Regions from separate parts of the Mus musculus genome. Here region 1 is linked to region 2. A link is a contact called in public promoter capture Hi-C data. All regions are on one chromosome and are shown on one strand. The core of a region is the stretch at or near the end of the contact, and the rest is flanking DNA. Distances in the headings are between cores, read along the strand shown. Region 1 holds the start of Fancd2 (Fanconi anemia, complementation group D2). Region 2 overlaps Lhfpl4 (lipoma HMGIC fusion partner-like protein 4).

Region 1 (6,470 bases), core at 1,851-4,350, 360 kb before region 2:
CACTACCATTTATTTACCCGTTACTTTTTTAGGAATAAAAGGAGACAAGTTACTATTTTTTTCTCTTCTGTTTTTTGTTTTTGAAACAAGGTCTCTCCTTGTAGTTCTGACTATCCTGGACCTCACTATATAGACCAGGCTGACATCAAACCCACAGCAATCCCCTCCTTCTGCTGGGATTAAAGGTGTGTCTCACCACACCCAGACCACTTGTTGTTCAAAAGGATGAATATTTCTTATTTTTGTGTTCTAGGATCTAGATAATATTGATAATGTATAAGAATTTTTACAAAGATTTATTTCTGGTCTAGAGAGATGGCTCACCGGTTAAGAGTACTGACTGCTCTTCCAGAGGTCCTGAGTTCAATCCCCAGCAACTACATGGTGGCTCACAACCATCTGTAATGGGATCCAATGCCCTCTTCTGGTTTGTGTCTGAAGACAGCTAAAGTGTACTCATATAAATAAAATAAGTAAATCTTTAAAAAAAAAGATTTATTTCTATTCTGTATGGATAGCTGTTTGCCTGCCGGAACCTAAATGTACCACATGAATGTACCGTGTCCTCTGGGACCAGAAGAGGACACTGAATCCCTGGAACTGAAATTACAGGTGATTGTGGGTGCCATGTGGGAGCTGGAAATGAAAGCAGCAAGTACTCTTAACCACTGCATCATCCACCCAGCTTAATAGTAATTATTTTTATGAAGGTGGAGAGTGAAGTTCAGAAGGTATCCAAAAGCCCTAAGTGGCATTTGAGGCAGACACTCAATCCTTAAGCTCCTAGGATCTCTGTATTCTCTCCAGTAATCCATAACAGATGTCAGCACTTGAGAAGCAAGAGTTCTGCATCTTTTCCTGTCTCATGCATCTGTGATTCACATATAACAACAAAAGGGTAGATACTTACTGGAGGCATCTTCTGTCAGGTTTTCTTTATCCTCAGAATCTAGCCGACGTCTTTTGGAAATCATTTTGACTAACGTCTTCTGCCACTTATATTACTTCCTTAAAAAAACACCCAGGAGTTGGAAATTTAGCTCAGTGATATACACACTGCTTACCTCCACCACCAAAAGAACCAGCATAATCGGAGACTAGGAGTCATTCTAAAAACTATTCTCTCTACAAGCAGAGGGTTTGAGTCTTCACATTAACGCTGTCCAAACCACCCAAATGCTGAGCACATTTCAACTCCTACAACTGGCCAAGTTGCTTCTTTCACCAGGCTACTTCTCTGTTGCTAAAGGAGAAAGCCCATAACTCGTCTTCTGAGACTCAAGACCATCACCTAAGCTGCTCTCTAACAGGTTACTTCAGTACTGTGTCATGGTGGTGCTAAGGACTGAAGGTATAAGACAAGACAAACATCAAACATTGCAAAACAAGACAGACATCATTCCAGCGTGCAGGAGGCGTACAGCATTACAAGGTCTTAATGTATTGAACTACGTCTGTGTGACTGCAATCGAAGAGAAGCCAGGGAATTGAGTGAGAGCTTATGAGGACCGTTAGTCTACCTGTAGGTGGAGCAGTGAAGAAAAGCAGGAACAATTTTTCTGAACACGTTTTCCGTTTCAACATCATAGCTTTGTGTGTGCTAGGACAGTCATTTTTATTTTTAAAATATCTAAATCTTAGGTGTATGATGATTTGCCTGTGCATACGACTGTGGACCATGTACACACTGGATGCCTGCATAGGCCAGAAGAGAGTATTAGAGCCCCCAGAAGTGAAGTTACAGATAGTTATGAGCCACTATGTGGGTGCTGGGAAAGGAGCCGAGATTCTCTGCAGAGCAGCAAGTGTTCTTAACCACTGAGCTATTTTTCTAGTACGTATTTATTTTTAAGACAGGATTCCACCATGTAAATTGGACTGGCTGGTCTACATAGTTACCAGTTACATTCTAGGCCAGCTTCAGATATACAGTGAGGCCCTATCTCAATAACCAACAAACAAACAACCTTGTCTTATATGCTCTAATTATAATCTACATATTTCTCACATGCTAACTTAAGAAAGATACCATTACTAGTCTCCTAATCAGGGGAAGGGCTGAGGTTCTAACTCTAAAAAGTCTGGTTCCAGAATCTGTACTCCTTGTTTTGTTCATTTATTTTTGGTTCTTAGACAGGCCAGAATCTGTGGGTTTTGTCTTACTTTCAACTTCTAGGGTCTTGTGTAGCTGTTTGGTCTTGAACTCATACATAGCCAAAGGCAACTTCTCCTGCCTCCACCTCCTAAAAGCCAAGACTATGGGCTATTATTATTATTACTGTTTTTTATTTGGTTGGTTTTGTTTTTTTGTTTTGCTTTCTTTTGTTTGAGACAGGGTTTCTCTCACTCTGAGGACTGGCTGACCTTGATCGAACTCAGAGATCCAACTTCCTCTGTCTCTCAAGTGACACCACCACCCAGCTTCTCTCTCTCTCTCTTTATTTTTCTGTGTATACAATGTTCTGTCTGCACATCAGAAAAGGGTATCAGATTTCATTATACATGGTTATGAGCCACCATGTGGTTAAGGGGAATTGAACTCAGGACCTTTGGAGAAGCAGCCAGTGCTCTTAACCTCCAAACCATCTCTCCAGACTAGGGCAATGGTTTCTATTAAGGATTAACGTTCCTGGGCTGGTGAGACAGCTCTGGGATTAAGAGCGTTTACTGCTCTTGCAGAGGACCCAGGTTCAGTTCCCATTCAAACATGCGGCTCAAAACTGCCTGTAACTCCAGTTCTAGGGAATCCTGCGCCCCTTCGGGTTCCTATATGCATGTGGTGCACATAAACACAGAAGGTCAAATCATACATATACATTAAATAAGTCTTGCCAAAAAAAAAAAAAAAAAAGCCTCAAAAACTAAAAACAGGTTCAAATTTCTTATTATACGAGATTTCTTATTATGCGTTTCCTACAATAATATGTAATCACTGACAGCCACTTTTCAGAGGGAAACACTAGAACAAGTCAGGGCCGTCTGACTTCGGAGAGATACCATCTCGCTCCCAGGAAAGCCTAAAAAGCCACTAACCTGGGGACCCGCCAGTTGCTTCCCTTCGTTTTCGACTTTCCCGCTAGAAGAACGGCGCTCTGACGCCATCAAAGCCGCGCCGTGGCGTGACGTTACTCGCCCGCACCGGAAGTTGACGGCCTGGCGGCCCAGCTGGAAACAGTGCGCGGAGAAAGCTAGGCTGCCCCAGATTCCACGCCAGCCAGACTGAGGGGCGGGTGAAGGCCCGGAGCCGAAAGCCGGGAGGAACCCAACTCCTCCCGACCCGCAGCGAACTCTCAGCGAAGATGGCGGGGCCCGAGCTGCTGCTTGACTCCAACATCCGCCTCTGGGTGGTCCTGCCCATCGTTATCATCACTTTCTTCGTGGGCATGATCCGCCACTACGTGTCAATCCTACTGCAGAGCGACAAGAAGCTCACCCAGGAACAAGTGTCTGACAGGTCAGTACCCTCACCCTATCCTGCTGACCTCACTCCCGGGTGACCTTGGTCAAGAAAGTGCAGGGATTGATTGTATCACTTTAACTGAGTTTTCATCGCGCCCCTACGGGTTGACCTTGGCGGTTAGCTGTGTTTCATTTTTGTCAGTAAAATGGGAATAATCTCAGTACCTACCTAATAGAGAGAGCAGGCATGTAGATGTTAGATTGGATGATACCTAAAAGCCTTTAGCCCAGGGCCTTGCATGTACTAAGTGTTTAAGAAAACGTTCTTAATATTGTTAGGCTAGTTGCCAACCGTCAGTGAGGTTCTCTCTGAACTATCCTGCTCCATTCCGTTATTAAGAGTACCCACTGAGAGTCAGATGCAATATTCCCTTGAGTCCTGCTAACATCCAGGCAAGTGAATTTCATAATCTACACTACCAAAGAACTGTAGTGATCTGCTGAGATGCTAAGGTATAAAGTGCCTCCAAAGCTTGGAGACTACCACAGAGACGTGTGAGGAGTTGCGATGGACCATTCCACCTGCCTCCTCTCCTCACTTGCCTTCTTACAGTGCTTTTCTGTGGGAGACAGAACTTTGACATAACTTCAGCCACTTCACATTAAAATCAGTAACAGTTTTCAATCACTTATTCTAGTCATTTTCAGAGACTAGCTGAAGACAGTGCTGCTGGTTCCTTGACTTGTCCAGATCACATAGGAATCACTTTAATGAAGAGAAACGTTTCAAACGTTTCTGCAGAGAACAGAAAACAAAAACCAAAACAAAACAAAAACCTCATTTTGCCGGGCGTGGTGGCACACACCTTTAATCCCAGCACTTGGGAGGCAGAGGCAGGTGGATTTCTGAGTTCAAGGCCAGCCTGGTCTACAGAGTGAGTTCCAGGACAGCCAGAGCTATACAGAGGAACCCTGTCTCGAAAAACCAAAAAAAAAGAAGAAGAAGAAAAAAAAAAAAAAAACCTCATTTTATCGTATTTAAAAGTTACTTTCTTTTTGTGGCAAGTAATACTGGATTTCCATTTGCTGGTGATTTAAAGATCACCTTAAATTAAAAACACTTTAAAAAAAAAAAGATTTATTTTATGTATGTGAGCACACTGTTGCTGTGTTCAGGCACACCAGAAGAGGGCATCAGATCTCACTATAGATGGTTGCAGCCACCATGTGGTTGCTGGGATTTGAACTCAGAACCTCTGGAAGAGCAGTCAGTGCTCTTAATGGCTGAACCATCTCTCCAGCCCTAAAAACACTTCTTCTGCAATGAGGCTGTGATGTAACTCAGTTGGGTACAGTGCTTGGACAGCTGGCTTTGAAGCCCTGGGTTCCTTACCCCAGCATAAGCCAGCTATGGCAGTGTAAGCCTGTAATGCCAGGACTCAAAGATGGAGGTAGGAAGATCAGAAGCTCAAGCAAGCTACCTATAGACTGGAGGTCAGGCTGGTGCACATGAGAGTCTGTCCCCCAAAATGTCCAGCTTGGGTATTTTCGATTGTCTTTTTTTTTTTTTTTTTTTTTGTCTTTCCTTATTCTGCTGCTGATAATAATAATAACAACAGCAATAATAATAATAAGCCAGCTTTATGAAACATTCTAAGCAGGTACAATGATAAGGACTTAACATTTGTTAATTTATTTAAAACCAAAAAGCAACTCAATGTGGTTGATACTGTCCTCATTTTATAGAAACTGAGACTTTAACAGAGTTCCGTAATAGTAATGGATGATGACAATTCATGACTTTAAGCTAAATCTCGTGGTTCCCAAGCCTAGGTTCTTTCTTTTTCCCAACAGTGCCCACTATGACTATTTTGTGTGCCATTAGTTTCAGAGCTGACTAGAGACAGCCCCCTGAAGCAAGCCTTAGGAAGTTAGCTTAGTACAGACTTGAAAACTACAAGAAGATGGGGAGTGGAGAAAACTCAGTAATTTAAATTTTATTTAGTTTTTTTTTAAGTATCTACTTTTGCTAGCATGGTGGTGCATGCCTTTCATCCCAGCACTCAGGAAGCAGAAGCAGGTAGATATGTGAGAGTTCCAGGGCAACCTGGTCTCTTTAGAATGTTCCAGAACAGCCAGAGCTACATAACAGAGAGACCCTGTCTCAAAAAAAAAATGTATTTTTGTTTTGTTCTTTGTGATTGAGCGTTTGCCTGCATGTATGAATTGTGTATGTACTGTATGTGTCGTGCCTGCGGAGGCTAGAGGAGGGGGGTGGATCCACTGGAGTTGGAGTTATAGAAAACTAGTTGTGAGCGGCCATGTGGGAGCTAGGAACTGAACCAGGCTCCTCTACAAGAACAACAAGTGGGTTAACTGCTCAGCCATTGCTCCAGCCTCATTCAACAGTTTCTGATTCCTGTAAAATAATTGTCATTTTATCCTCACAACGAAGCATGCTATCCTAACCCCGCTTTTATAACTAAAAGGAAAATCAGAGAAATCAAACAGCCTTTCCAAAGTCATCAGGGTAATAGAGCATTGCATTTGTACAGATTGAGTGTAACTATGTGATGCAGTTTTCTGCCCTGGTTCACCTCACAGTTTTAGAGTGATGATTCTAAATGACATCAGACCCTCAGCTCTTTTAGTATTCTTTTTTTTGTTGTTGTTTGTTTTTTTTTGGTTTTTTGTTTTTTTTGAGACAGGGTTTCTCTGTGTAGCCTTGGCTGTCCTGGAACTCACTCTGTAGACCAGGCTGGCCTTGAACTCAGAAATCCACCTGCCTCTGCCTCCCGAGTGCTGGGATTAAAGGCGTGCGCCACCACTCCCGGCTCTTTTAGTATTCTACAGATGAATTATACAGTTTATATATAAGAAGGTTGGTTGGTTTGTTGGTTTGTTTTTCAAGAACTTTTAAAAGGTAACACAGTGTCCGAGGTGTAATAATCAGAAATAAAGGAAAGAGATTTTTAGTATGCATTTCATACATGCATATTTGTGCACAGCTATCTTACAAGATGTCATATGCATACATCTAGCTATAAAATCACAACTAGGACAGATCAATT
Region 2 (5,953 bases), core at 2,166-4,665:
TGTGTTAGGAAAGGGCAGATGAGAAGATCTCTCTTCTCCTGCAGTGGGGGGCCCCTCCCTCCCCCTTAGCAGAGAGAAAAACGAGGGAGATTCCAGGTGGTTTTTTGTTGTTGTTGTTGTTGTTGTTTTGTTTTTTATTTTGTTGTAGTTTTTGACCATCTTTGGCTACCTTATGGATCTGGTGGCAGAGCCATCTAATCATAGAAAAGCCTCCAGTTTCCAGTGGAGGGGTGGCAGACGAACGTCATCAAACATAATGTCTCCGAGGACACGGCCTGCTGCCTGGTCCTTGTGTCGAGGAATGTGTGCCTCCTATAGGCTGTCCAGGAGGCGTCTCACTTCCCTGTGTTACATTGGCCTCAGCCAGAGAGGAAGAACGGCTAGTCTATGAGTTTGCTGTCCTTGTGTTCATTTTCAGAGGACTTGGAGCTGAGTTAGGATTCCTGAGCCAGGCCCATGACCCAAGGCTGCCCCAGCAGGACCCTACCTGGAATCTGATGCTGGTTCCTGGCAGAATTCCTGACACTTGGAACGTTCCAGATCCCATCTCCACATTTTCTCCTCTCTCCTCCAGGGTAGACACCTCCTCCTGAGCTTTGGCCACTGCCCTTGTCTTCCCCAGCTCTTGTCCCAACCTGGTCCCTCCCTGGAGCCAGAGTGCTGGAGTCATCTTCAGCAGGTAGCCAGGAGACTGGGAATGGACAGGGAGGGTGGGGGAGCCTTGTCAGAAGGAGAAGGGAGCAGGAAGTCAGATCCTCAGCTTCAAACCAGAGGGGAGGGTCCAGGTAGTGGCGAGAGGGGCAGGAGTGGGTGACTGACTGAGAAGCGGGCAGGAGCAAAGCCGGCGAAGTAAAGATGAGGCAGGAGACAGGCGACAGGCATGGAAAGGGAGGAATGGAGAGAATGGAGAGAGAGAGAGAGAGAGAGAGAGAGAGAGAGAGAGAGAGAGAGAGAGAGAGAGAGAGAGAGATCTGGAGAGGCACACACAACGATGGAGAAGTGAAGAACTAGAATGGGTTTTCCATGGATGGGCAGCAGATGAAGAAACCTGGGAGGTGGGAAATGGAGGGGTAATTCACAGGGAGCAAGAACAAAATGTAGAGAAGAAAGAAGATAGTGGGTATGTGTGTGAAGAGGAAACGCTAGGGATTGAGGAGGGCAGCCATGTGTGTGCTTGGAGAGCCTGTTTTCCTAAGAACACTTGCTGCCCAGGGGGTCCCTTGTGCTTTGGCAGACAGGATAGAATTGACTTCTTGGTGTCTGCGGTAGCTCTGATCCTTTGGAGAGAACTGTGTGTGTACAAGGGACCGAGCAGGCCAGGCTGTGTTAGATAGAGGTGGGCTAATGACAGAGAGGAAGGGCATGAGTTCCCTCTGAGGAGTCGTCTACCAGTGTTCTTGCCACTCTCCAGCCAACCAGCTGCTGCCCAGCGGTGCAGTGTGGAGTTTCAGGCTGGCAGGCTGAGGTCTGCAGTCTGCAGGAGCCCCAGGGTATCGCGGGGAAAGAAGAGAGGGAGCAATGGGAACCAAAATGTGGTCTTGAAGGCTTAGAAGAGTTAGGGACAAAGAAAATGGATGTTTCGGCCAAGAACTCAGGTGAGGCTCTAACTGACCTCCTGGCAGTTGACGTAGGACAGTTAGGGCGGGGAGCTGGTGTTAGCCTTTGGGGAAGGATAGGATATGGACATCAACATCTCTGTTTCTGATCACTAACCAAGAGCTTCCCGTTGTTGGGTCCCTGAAAATCCTCAGCTATTTGTGACTGGATGGAGAGGCTGGTGTTTGGTGTTAGCGGATTTCTTTGCTCTTGACAGAGAGGGGAGAGGAGAAAGCAGTTATAGCTTCAATGGGGTCCAGCCTCTGCTCCAGAGCACTGTTTAGACTAGTCCTTGGGGTTGAGGGAAGTAGAACACTGCCCTCTAAGGACCAGAGCTATGGAGGAAAGCTGTTCCAAGGGCCTGAGGATGTGGGGAATATTAACATCCTTCTGGGGCCTGCAAGAGCCAAGATGGCAGCTTGCAGATGGCGCTTGGGAGGACGGGGAAGCTTCTACAAGTTGAGTCCCTCTTGAGCACAGAGGGACTAGTCCTTCTCCAGCCTCTGGTATGAACCAAAAAAGGGAAACCCTCTTGGAAGGGCTGGATTCCTTCTAGCATGAGAGGCTTCTGGGGGCCCTTGTCTGGCTCAGAGCTAGCTTTTGGGTGGGACAGGAGGTATTCCTGAGAAGAGAGCAGGAGCCACCAGCCATCCCAGGACTCTGACTGGCAGTCCTCCAAGGACCTGTGCTGTGTGTTAGGGTAGCTTGGTGTTGTCTGTGCCCCACTAGTAAGTTCTGTCTGAATGTGTCTTAGATGTTCACTGTCCAATTTGGTAACATTTCTTTTGGTCCCGCCCCCTTCTGCTGCTGGATTTATGCTTCAGTGCAGGTGGAATGGTGTTCAAATAAAGACACAATTTATATCACCCATGCTGGCTGCTGCTTCTGACTCCTGACCCAGGGCCTCATGGGTGGGATACAGCCCAACCCTCCATTCATATCAATGGCTGTATATTCATGGAGTGCTAATGTTCAGTGTGACTTAATGACAGTTTCTTTTACCACAGCTTTAAAAAAAACAAAACAAAACCAACTTTGGTAATACATACCTGTGATCTCAGAACTCAGAAGACGGAAGCAGAAGGATTATAAATTCATGGCCATACTAGACTACATGAAGAGATCTAGTCTCAAGAAAGAAAAAAATGTCTGGGTATTTCTATAGCATGACCATGGCCCACGTTGGGAGCAGGAGCCCGGGTCCTGTCTGCATGTCCCCTGTAGCCATCACCTTTCCACAAGCATCGCTCACAGACGTGGGGTTGGCATTGGAGGGATGGCCCAGCAGCGACAGGCAAGGGCTTCTCTTCTAGAGGACTGGGCTCAATTCTCAGAATCCAGGAGCATCTGTAATTCTCGTTCCAGGAGACCTGCTACACCAGGCATGCATGTGATTGTAGTACGTGCATACATGCAGATAAAATGCCCTTACACATAAAATACAAATTTAAAAAAGGGGGGGCAGTCATGATGGCACAGGCCTTTAATTCCAATACTTAGGAGGCAGGGGCATGTGAATTTCTGTGAGTTTGGCACTAGCTTGATTTATATATCCAGTTCCAGACTAGCCAGGGCTACATAGGGAGATTATGGAGAGACGGGGGGGGGGGGGGGAGGGAGAGAGAGAGAAACCCAATAAATTAATAAATTAATAAAAATTTAAAAAGTATCTCATAGCTTAGGTTAGCTGCTGGTGTTCCAGTCATTTGATCTATGAGCCACTTGAAGCTGCCTGGAAATGCCACAGAACTGAGTCACCTGGCACATGTAACTGAAAGAGGCTAGAAACATTAACTGGGCACGTTGCCAACGCAAATGAAACCGGGGTTCTGTGACACGGCAAAAGGAGACAGCAGCAGCGGCACTCTGGATACTCCCTCTGGCACAGTCTTGATTCTGCATGCGGTATTCTGACCACAGTAACAGTGCTCCACTCTTTTGTGAGGACTCGGGGAAGCCAGGATACCTCTTTCTAGAGCACTTACCCAAAGGGAAGAAAATAAAAATCCACACTGAAGAGATGAGAATTCCGACATTCACCGCATTCCAGGGCGTGGTCAGGTGGTTGGGGGCACGTGTGTGAGCTGCCCATGTGGACCACATACTGCACACAATGACTTGTTCTAAAAGTGCGTCTGGATGTGGAGATGAGCATGTCAGAACATGGCAGGCTCTGCTGAATGCCAGCTTCTTGTGGGTGCTCTTAGGGGCGGTACCTAACATGGCTTCTGGTGGAATGCGCGTATGCGGAGGAAATCTTACTGTGTGGGAGCGAGAGACAGGCAGGCCACAGTGGAAGAGAAAGCAGCTTGAGTGACAGGTGGGTGGATTATATCCCCGGGAGACTGAAAGCAGCTAGGACAGGTGAAGCAGGAAATGTGAGGTGCGGAGGGGTCAGAGACAAGCCTGGGGGTCAACAAGGGTCTGAAAGAGCTCAGAGTTAAGAGTGGTGGAAGATTCCTTAATTATTTGGAGGTGGGTAGACCAGGGTCTACCTGTGTATCCCTGGCTGGCCTGGAGCTCACTGTGTGGACCAGGCTGACCGAGGACACTGTTTGCTTCTGCCTCCCGAGTACAGAAGTTAAAGGCGTACACCACCACCCATGGCAGGAGTTGTTTGTTTTTGAGACAGGGTCCTGGTGTGTATCCCTGGGTAGATTGAACTCAAAGCAACCTTCCGCATCAGCTGGTAAGGGCTGGGATTACAGGTGAATGCCACTGTGTCAGTTACATTTCTCTCACAGTCATAAACCAGTGTGACCAAGGCAACTTAGAGAAGAGTTTATTGGGGGCTTCTGGCTCCAGAAGGTTAGAGTACATGATGTCAGAGCAGAGCAGGTGGCAGGAACCTGGAGCAGTTTCAAAGAGCTTGGACACAGAACACACTAGGAGTGACTTGATGTCTTGGAAATCTTTAAACCCTACCTCCAGTGACATCCTCTGTCATGGAGGCCAACCTCCTAATCATTTCCAAACAGCCTCCAAACCGGGACCAAGTATTCAAGTACCAAAGCCTTATAGGGAACACCACACTCAAACCACCGCAGCTCCCAGGTCTAGTTCACAGAAGTATTTTACACAGGGCTCACATTTTCAGGAAGATTACTTTGGTATGGTGATAATGAATGGGCCAAAAGGTGACAATTTTGGGAGGCTGCAGAGATGGCTCAGTGGTTAAGTGGTTAAAGAGCCTGCTCTTGTCAAGGACCAATACCCACGAAGCAGCTCCCACCCATCTGTAACTCCAGTTCCAGGGGAGATGATGCTCTCTGCTGGCCTCCAAGATCGCCAGACACACATGGTGTACAGACACACATACAGGCAACACACACACAGAGGCAACACACACACACAGAGGCAACACACACACACACACACACACACACACACACACACAGAGATTAATTAAAAAGTAAATTAAAAAATATATTTTTTTAAATAACAAATTTGGGGGCTGGAAAGATGCCTCAGTGGTTAAGAGCACTGGCTGCTCCTCCTGAGGATCCAAGTTCAATCCCCAGTACCCACAAGGCAGCTTACAACTGTCTATAACTCCAGCTCCAGAGGATCTGACACCCTCACATAGACATGCATGCAGGCAAAACACAAATGCACATAAAATAAAAATGAATAATTTAAAAAATAATAAAAATAATTTTTAAAAAAGAAGATGGATTTTGGATTGAGAGATGGCTCTGTGAGTAAAAGTGTCTACTCTTAAACTTGGTGACCTGAGTTAGATCCTTAAGACCCACATGGCACAAGGAGAGAACCAACTCCCAAAAGTGGTTATGTGACCTTCACATGTGCACAGTGGCTATGCCCTCCCCTAGATAGAGATAGATAGATAGATAGATAGATAGATAGATAGATAGATAGATAGATACATACATACATACATACATACATACATACATACATACATACATAGAAAGATAGATACATAGATAGAAAAATAGATAGATAGGAAGATATATAGACAGACAGACAGATAGACAGATAGATGTGAAAAATTTTAAAATATGGAATGCTTCACAAACTTGTGTGCCACACTTACAGCAATGCTCATCTCTACATTGCTTCAGGTTGAGTAGATGTGATATCAAAGTTGGGATGACACAATTTAAAGAGGAGACAGTTTAGATGTGAGAGAGCTAGACACCTGGTGTGACATGAGGTCATGGCAGTAGATCTGAGGGAGGGAGTGAGTTCATGCTCTGGAGTGGAGCTGAGGACACTTGGTAACTGTTTTTGGGATAAAAGAAACAATGTCAGTGACATTGAGGAAGACAGGGAGCTTGAAAAAAAAAGATCTTTTTTGAGGGACTAGAATGATCTGCTAAGATATCAGGAGACT

The links. Promoter capture Hi-C pulls out the DNA fragments that hold promoters and counts their contacts.
Region 1: a promoter capture Hi-C map of neural stem cells shows a contact between it and region 2. The contact joins the promoter of Fancd2 here to the enhancer-like site in region 2. A contact is called at or near these places in 4 of 39 promoter capture datasets (the C10 cell line, cranial neural crest, neural stem cells and 1 more), 1 of 484 Hi-C or Micro-C datasets (the THB-7 cell line) and 1 of 9 other capture datasets (embryonic stem cells).

The regions. Positions count from the first base shown.
Region 1 is chr6:113,528,312-113,534,781 of GRCm38.p6, reverse strand. It overlaps Fancd2 (Fanconi anemia, complementation group D2), which reads right to left and starts at 3,100. Exons shown (of 44, transcript NM_001033244.3): 1 at 3,034-3,100; 2 at 911-1,008. The coding sequence starts at 974. Emc3 (ER membrane protein complex subunit 3) reads left to right here and starts at 3,144. Exons shown (of 8, transcript NM_175101.3): 1 at 3,144-3,454. The coding sequence starts at 3,300.
Region 2 is chr6:113,164,598-113,170,550 of GRCm38.p6, reverse strand. Lhfpl4 (lipoma HMGIC fusion partner-like protein 4) reads left to right here. Exons shown (of 4, transcript NM_177763.3): 4 at 1-2,464. Among named protein-coding and RNA genes, the nearest start is that of Lhfpl4, 28 kb to the left of the region's middle. Within about 2 kb of position 3,415, at least 144 of the 459 cell types and tissues checked have an H3K27ac peak or open chromatin away from gene starts, as enhancers often do. A contact at or near this core is called in neural stem cells, where this site is marked.